Regions from separate parts of the Pan troglodytes genome. Here region 2 is linked to region 1. Evidence: chromatin contacts called from public Hi-C data. All regions are on one chromosome and are shown on one strand. The core of a region is the stretch at or near the end of the contact, and the rest is flanking DNA. Distances in the headings are between cores, read along the strand shown.

Region 1 (3,631 bases), core at 141-2,640:
TCTAACCATCTGGGTCAGAGCCTGGCACTTGGGAATGTTTTACAGATGTGAATTTGCTTATGAATGAAATCATTGCCAAGTATTGAGTGCCCAAGGTGCTTCTGACACCTGAGACTGGGGAAGAGAAGTGGGCCATGGATCTTAGAGAAGCCCTGGCTCCTGACCATAATAACAAATGGGAAAGATGAATGTACCTTGAAAGTTTCTCTATAAGGAGACTGAGCCGGTTGCCTCCCATACTTGCTAAGGAGTAGCCCAAATAACTGGGAACGCTTGGTATTGCTCTTGAAGAGGAGTAAGGTTGAGCTGAAAAGATGCTTTCTTGATTCGCTCATCAGGTAATCCCCTTAGGTGGTCATGTGTACTTAAACAGCATGCAGCATTGGGTTTTGATGTTTGTGCTATAGTGTTCTGTCCTGTAGGTTTATTTGTGTCTGAGAATGACATATTTCAATCCAAGACGTGATTAGCATTAAGATGAGCCTTGTGCTGCTACTGTTCAGAGCAGATTTCATGAAGCTGAGACTGAAGCACTGTGCAGTGGCTGTGTTATCTGGCATAACTGTCTTTCAGTCTGGGGATTAGAATAGATCTGTGGTCCCCCCAGGTATGATGGTTGTCCTAGATAAAGACCTCTTAAGCCTGTGGAACTTTAAAAGTGGCTGAGTCCTTATCTGTATGTGGTGGCATAAATTGTATGTATTCGTTCAAATGTATTTGCATGAATGAAAACAACTTTTAAAATGAACTGTTCTTGACCCTTCATAGCTTCACATTGCAGAACATCCTGCAGGACATCTAGTTCTGAAGTGGTTAATAGAGCAAGATAAAAAGATGAAAGAAAATGGGAGAGAAGGTAGGCTATGAAATTTGACCTTTTCTTGTATCTCATGTGGAATTCCAGTAACTCCTGGCATCCCTGAACTTTATACCAGCCATTTAAGCTCAAATGAAGTTTGTCAAGTGTCTAGAAATGGTGTCTGTGAATAAGAAATGATTCAGTGGTTGCTGGTAATGCTTTTTCCCCTAGAAATATTTGTGCCTGAGAACTCTTTTAATTTTCTTTTTTCCACCGACCCCTCACTCTCTCTGTTTTCCTTCCTGTGCTGCTGCAGGCTTCTAACCTGGCTTGGTCAATGCCTTAAAATGCCATTCTAATGAGGATGGTGAGAGGGGTAGGGGGCCCCAATTGTTGAGTATCATTACCTCAGTAGAAAGGCATGACATTTATCTCTATGTTTGAAGAAAGAATAAGCAGAAGAAGATTATCCTCGTAAGAGAGTTTTGGACTAGTGCCTGTTTATTTGGCATTGAAATACATGTGACCAAAGAGTAAGCCAGTCTTTGGCGCTTTCTGGTTTTTTGTAAGCCTTACAGCTGCTCTGTAGAAACTCAGCTCTCTAGAGAAGGACAGCATTAGCATTTGCATGCCATTCCCCTCTCAGTCCTATCTCCAACCAGACCTTCACTTACAAAATCCAAATTCCATCTGGTATTTAAACCACTGGAGAGATTTTTTTCCCCTACTGAGTTAAAACAGTTTGGGCTTTTCATTACAATGTCTGGAAAAAAGTGACAGATCATGAATTCATGTCTTGCGGCAAGTGGCAGCTCTAATGGCTAGTGAGGCAATCAGTATAGCAGTAGAGCTGTCACTTCTCACTTTACCTTTAAGAATGGGGACCTGGGGCTATTTTTCACTAAATTTTTTTGTAAAAGAGAAGCCTTGTGATAAATATTAAAGAAAAAAATAACATATGGAATAAACTTTTTCATTATTAAAAAGTTGATGTATAGTTGAGTTTATGCCAGAAAAGTAGTCTGGCTTAATGTCCAGTGGTTTTTCTCCCTCTTAATTAAAATGTGCTGACACCCCTAAAATCTGCCTGTTTGGGTCTGATGTGTTTGTCTTGTCGTATTCAGCACCAAATGAGTTTGTCCTCCTGCACGTCTAGCTGTTTTGATTCTCTTTTACTGGATAGTAGCCACCTTAAAACTTAGTAGTTTTCAAAACAATGACTTGATCAGGGTCTGGTGGAGCTTGCCACTCTATGCTCAGAGTCAGAGTCATCTAGGGCTGCTCAGTTTGTGGTTGGAGTGTCCACTTTTCGCTTAACTCACTCACATGGCTGGCAAGTGAGTACTGACTGTTGGCTGGGGACCAACAGCCTCAGTTTCCCTTTCTAGGCTGCTTGGGCTCCTTCACGAGATGGTGATTGCTTTTTTAAGAGTGAGCATCCCAAGAGAACAAAGTAAATGTGTGGCACTTCCATGATTTATCCTTAGCAGTCATTTAATGCCACTTTCATCATACTGTCTTGGTCAAGTCAATCACAGAGGCCCACTGTGATTCAAAAGAAGACATGGATTCCCCCTATAGATGGGGGAGTGGCTGCATTCTAGAAGAGCACACAGGACAGGAGATATTATTGTGGTCCGCTTTGGAAAACAATTTGCCTCACTAGCTGAACTCTGTCCCTCTTTAGCAGGTACCATGAAAGGCTGAATAGCCATAGGCCTCTTGGCTTTTAAAGAGTCCTTACATTCAGGTATCTTTGAATGAATTATATAGTACATACTACCTGACTATGATGTTTGCCTTCAAGATAGGTTGTCCCTACCTCCATCTGCACTAAATCTTAGCTATCGGAATTTCTCCTTTGTCCAAGCATTAATTGCAAAGTGAAAAAGATAATACCAAGACCTTGGGAATCAAATACTAGACTAACGGGAGACAAATGATATTTTTGATTTGTGAGTATGTAAGCGTTGTAAAGAGAAATGCCAAGTTTAAGCTAGAACAGTCATTTATCAACCACTGTTGAACACGTGAACACTGTGTTATGTTCATGGCACCTTCTGAGTGAGCATTTCTCCATGAGGAAGAACTTGATTTCAACCAAGCATGAGGTGCTACTGTGAAACATTTATTTCCTGAATAGCTTTCAGGTCAAAGTTAAATCATTAAATAATACAAAGAAATGCAGACATAACCAAGTGAGTGTTTTATTAGAATTCATAGTTTATCTTGAGTAATTACTGCTAAACATAGCTTAGGTTTTGAATCAGAGTTAAAAGAAATGGCTCTTTTAGAAATGCATTAGATAAACCTGCACTGGAATTTTTTGTGTTAAAAGGGAGATTGGGTGAAAGCTACTTTTGTTAGCTTTTTTATTTAAAAATATTTGCAGATTTAAGGGCAGTAGAGAAGGGGGTAGGGAGTATATATCTTATTATGTGATGTTCACTAAGCTTCAGTATATTTTACAGGTTGTTTTGCAAAAACACTTGTAGAGCATGTTGGTATGAAGAACCTGAAGTCCTGGGCTAGTGTAAATCGAGGTGCCATTATTCTTTCTAGGTATGTATAACATGTGCCCTTCTCTGAGCAGGGCCTGGTCATGCAAAAGACACACTTCCTTCACATTGATTTCTCAGTTCTAATATTTGTTCTCAGTAGTCTAATATTACTCCCAGTCACTCATGGTCTAGACAAGCATACCAAATATTAGAAAGCAAATGTAACTCTTTCAGTCAGTCCTTAGGAATTTTTTTTTTTTTTTTTTTTTTTTTTTTGAGACGGAGTCTCACTCTGTCACCCAGGCTGGAGTGCAGTGTCACGATCTCAGCT
Region 2 (3,329 bases), core at 233-2,732, 190 kb after region 1:
GGAGGCGCTCACCTTCTCCCACCGTCCGCTCCCACACTCCCTGAGCTTCGAGGGGTGCGCCCGAGGCTGCCGCACACGTCTTGGCCCTCTGCCTCCTTCCTAACCCTCCGCCTGGCAGAGGCGGCAGAACCATTGTTCAGTGCTCAGAAGCCGACATACCTCAGCCCCTGTCAAGAGGGCGAGAAACGAGGCAAAGCAGCGGCTTTGGGGCAGGCGGTGTGACGGATCGAAGACTAGTTCGGGCGAGGCGTCAGGACACCCCGAACCCCACTGTTCCCCAAGCCCGGCTCCCTTTAGCCTCGGCGCTGACAGCTCAGAGGCGCCACCACGGAGGGGAGGGAGAGAAGGCGAGGAGAACCGAGAGGCGCCTCCTAGGAGGCGGGTGGGCAAACGGAGACCTGCGCCTCGGGGTCTCCCGGCGCCCCGGCTGGGTCCCGCCCGCCGGCCGAGGGGCGCGTCCTCACTCACCGGTTCCGGTGGCGCCGCTCTCCCGGGGCGCCCAGCACAGCGCGAGCAGCAGCCAGAGCGCCCAGAGCGCGGACGTGCCCATGGTGCCCGCCTGGATGGTGCCGCCGCCGCCGTTCGCTCCGCACAACAAGTTACCAGCCCTTCCGAAAGGAGGAAGAAGGTGGGGGCGGGGAGGGGAAAGGGGGAGAAGGAGGGGGAAGGAGTTGGGGGGGGAAGGGAGCGGGGAAGAAGAGGGCACCCCCTCCCCTACAACTTGCACAATCTCCTCCCCACCAACCCACCCACCCACCCACCCACCTCCCCGGGCTGCAGCAGCAGTGCAAGCCGAGCCTGCGGGCAGAAAATAATGCAGGCGCTGCAGAGGAGGGGAGGCAAGGGGAGAGGAGGGAAGGGAGAGGGGGTGGGGAGCCGAGAGCAGAAGAGAGGACAGAACAGAGAGGAGCCGGTAGCGGAGCACCCACAGCGGCGGCGGCTGGAGAGCGGGGTGAGGAGCGGGGAGGGGGCGGGAGGGGGAGTGGTCAACGGGAGGCGCGGCGGGCGGGCGGGAGCGCGGCGGCTTCAGCCCTCCTTTCCCTCGACGCGCTCCTCTTACACGCGCCGGGCAGCCGGGTGCCCGCGCGGGGAGTGTGCGAGTGTGAGCGCGCGTGAGTGACCGTGGTCGTGGCCGCGGCCGCCGCCACCCGGACTGCTCTAGGGGCCCGGCTGCTCCGCGCTTTGGCCTGGCGCTCACGGGGGCCCGGGGCGGCCGCTGGTTGGCTCGCGCACCGCCCTCGCCTCCAATCCCCGGTGCCTGCCCTAATTTCCTGATCCAGGGAACCTGCCGCCGCAGCAGCTGTGCGCTCCCTACAGTCATTACTGTACCCTCCCGGCAGCCTCCAGCAGAACATGCAGCAGCAGCAGCAGTTAGCGCTGATGCAACTATCGTTGCTATTGCCACCGCCTCCCCACTAACGGGGCGTGCACCTGGGGGGTACTTGCAGTTTCCAGGGGCAACAAGCATCTCTCTACCACCCTCTCCTGCGCCCCTGAGAGAGGCTGGTAGGTAGCATCTCCTTCGGGCCTCCTCTATCCACTCAGAAAGTGATGAAGCGGAGGGGCTCCAAACGTTTGGGCTGCTCAAATGTGGGGTTTGGGATGCCGGTCTCAATCGCACGCTGAGATGCCATTTTGCTAAAAACTAAATGTGTCTTTAAGTGAGAGAGTGTGTGTGTTTGAAAGAGAGTGCGCGCGGTTGTGGCTGGTGCTCTGTAATAGAACAAGACTGAAATAACCCAGCCTGGGATGAGGAGAAGGGAAATTGCTAGCGCAGCTTTGCATTTGCTCATCAACGATTATAGTTAATTGCTAATTGCACAAAATGATAGTTTGAGGGCCTGTAATTAAAAGCTTAACCTTTTCTTGTTTGGAAGAGAGGGGCCCCATACGTTTATTCCTCTTGATATACTTTGTAACATTCAATTACAAGAATCGAGGAAAGAATAAAGGAAGCAAAGACAAGACTCCTAGAAAGGGTTGATTCTTCTTTTGTGCCTGACAGTACCTGAGTCTATAATTTGCTTTCTGTGTACTTCAGTTTTCTTGCACACTTAGCCCTGGTTGAGGTGCATCGTCTGCTGTGGTCTGTTAAGCATCTAACCGGAGTGGGAGGGCACATCGAGCGCTTTCACTCTCTTAAATAAAAGGTTTTTGGTATTTTTAAAAAGTTGTTTTTATCTTAATTCAAACTTGGAAGGTTTCAATAATATCATATTCTGACTCTATTCTGTTGGTGATCTGAAGAGCAGCGGGCACTGCCTCACTGTCTTCTCCTTGCCCTGCTTCTCCTGGAAATTTGTTAAGGCTAGCAATCAGAGGAGATGTTTATTAGGAACTTAGTATATCCAGGAGACACACAGGAGAGGAAAATTCCAGTCAGGATAGGTTTCCGTGGGCCAAAGATATCCTGATTGTGACTGCTAAGCATGAAAGGGCTTAACTCTACGTATGGATGGGATCTTGCACTATAGCTCATTTTGAATGCTATTTTGCCCACCCTGTGGTTACATAGTTGATACAAACTGCAGCAGCCACACAGGTTGCATGTGAAACAACTAAAATTTATTTGTATGACATTTAGTAGTGAAGATGCATGCCGGTGTTATTCACCTAATGGCATTGAGATGTGACACGAAAACCTTACTGCATGATGTCTTTCATATTCTCAGGGTTCTGAAATGCCATCTGATGAGCTATTGCTTTACAGAAGAGGAAAGGAGTAGAAGGGATGGGTGGAATCAATACAAAAAGAGGCAGCATTAATAAACAGTCATATGATTTGTTTTTAATACTTTACTCAGATATAGGTATACTACAAGCTATACATTGTTATGGTATAATAAGACTTAACTTTGAAAAACGTGTGTGAGTACTTTCTAATTCTCCAAGGGATATAAATAAACTTTCAGTGAACTTAGCTGCAGCTCTGTATTCAATCCTGTAGCTTTTTTGTTGACTCAAAAGAAAGCATAACTTTTGGCTCCATCTCTGATTGACTGTGTAACTTGGGAAAAATCACTGTGCCTCTCTGTGTCTGCCTTTTGGCCTGTAAACTGAAAAGAAAGCCAACCCACATTATATCAAAGTGCTCCGTGGCCTCAAGGACCAGCTCTCTGCAAGGTGTTGTTTATTAGAAGAAAAAGGTTGTATGGAGAAATTCATTGGATTATGATAGAAAGTAGCTAATAACTAAAAAGATGACGATAAGTGGATATTGAAGTGGTTGAACTAACAGAGGTAATTGATCATAAGTGGAGACTGAAATGGTTGAACTAACTGGGTTCAGAGAAGTTGACACTGCTGGATTCCCGATGCCTTCAGGTAAA

Evidence for each region. A called contact is a pair of places that touch in the nucleus more often than the background predicts.
Region 2: a Hi-C map of stem cell-derived neural progenitor cells shows a contact between it and region 1, with 2.4 times the contacts expected there. The contact joins the promoter of VLDLR here to the enhancer-like site in region 1. A contact is called at or near these places in 1 of 7 Hi-C or Micro-C datasets (stem cell-derived neural progenitor cells) and 1 of 1 datasets of contacts at active chromatin or transcription factors (stem cell-derived excitatory neurons).

What each region holds. Positions count from the first base shown.
Region 1 is chr11:113,119,416-113,123,046 of NHGRI_mPanTro3-v2.0_pri, forward strand. PUM3 (pumilio RNA binding family member 3) reads left to right here. Exons shown (of 18, transcript XM_009456263.4): 16 at 769-856; 17 at 3,271-3,361. Among named protein-coding and RNA genes, the nearest start is that of PUM3, 35 kb to the left of the region's middle. Within about 2 kb of position 1,391, at least 5 of the 24 cell types and tissues checked have an H3K27ac peak or open chromatin away from gene starts, as enhancers often do. A contact at or near this core is called in stem cell-derived neural progenitor cells, where this site is marked.
Region 2 is chr11:113,309,581-113,312,909 of NHGRI_mPanTro3-v2.0_pri, forward strand. It overlaps VLDLR (very low density lipoprotein receptor), which reads right to left and starts at 1,483. Exons shown (of 18, transcript XM_063788009.1): 1 at 469-1,483. The coding sequence starts at 1,468.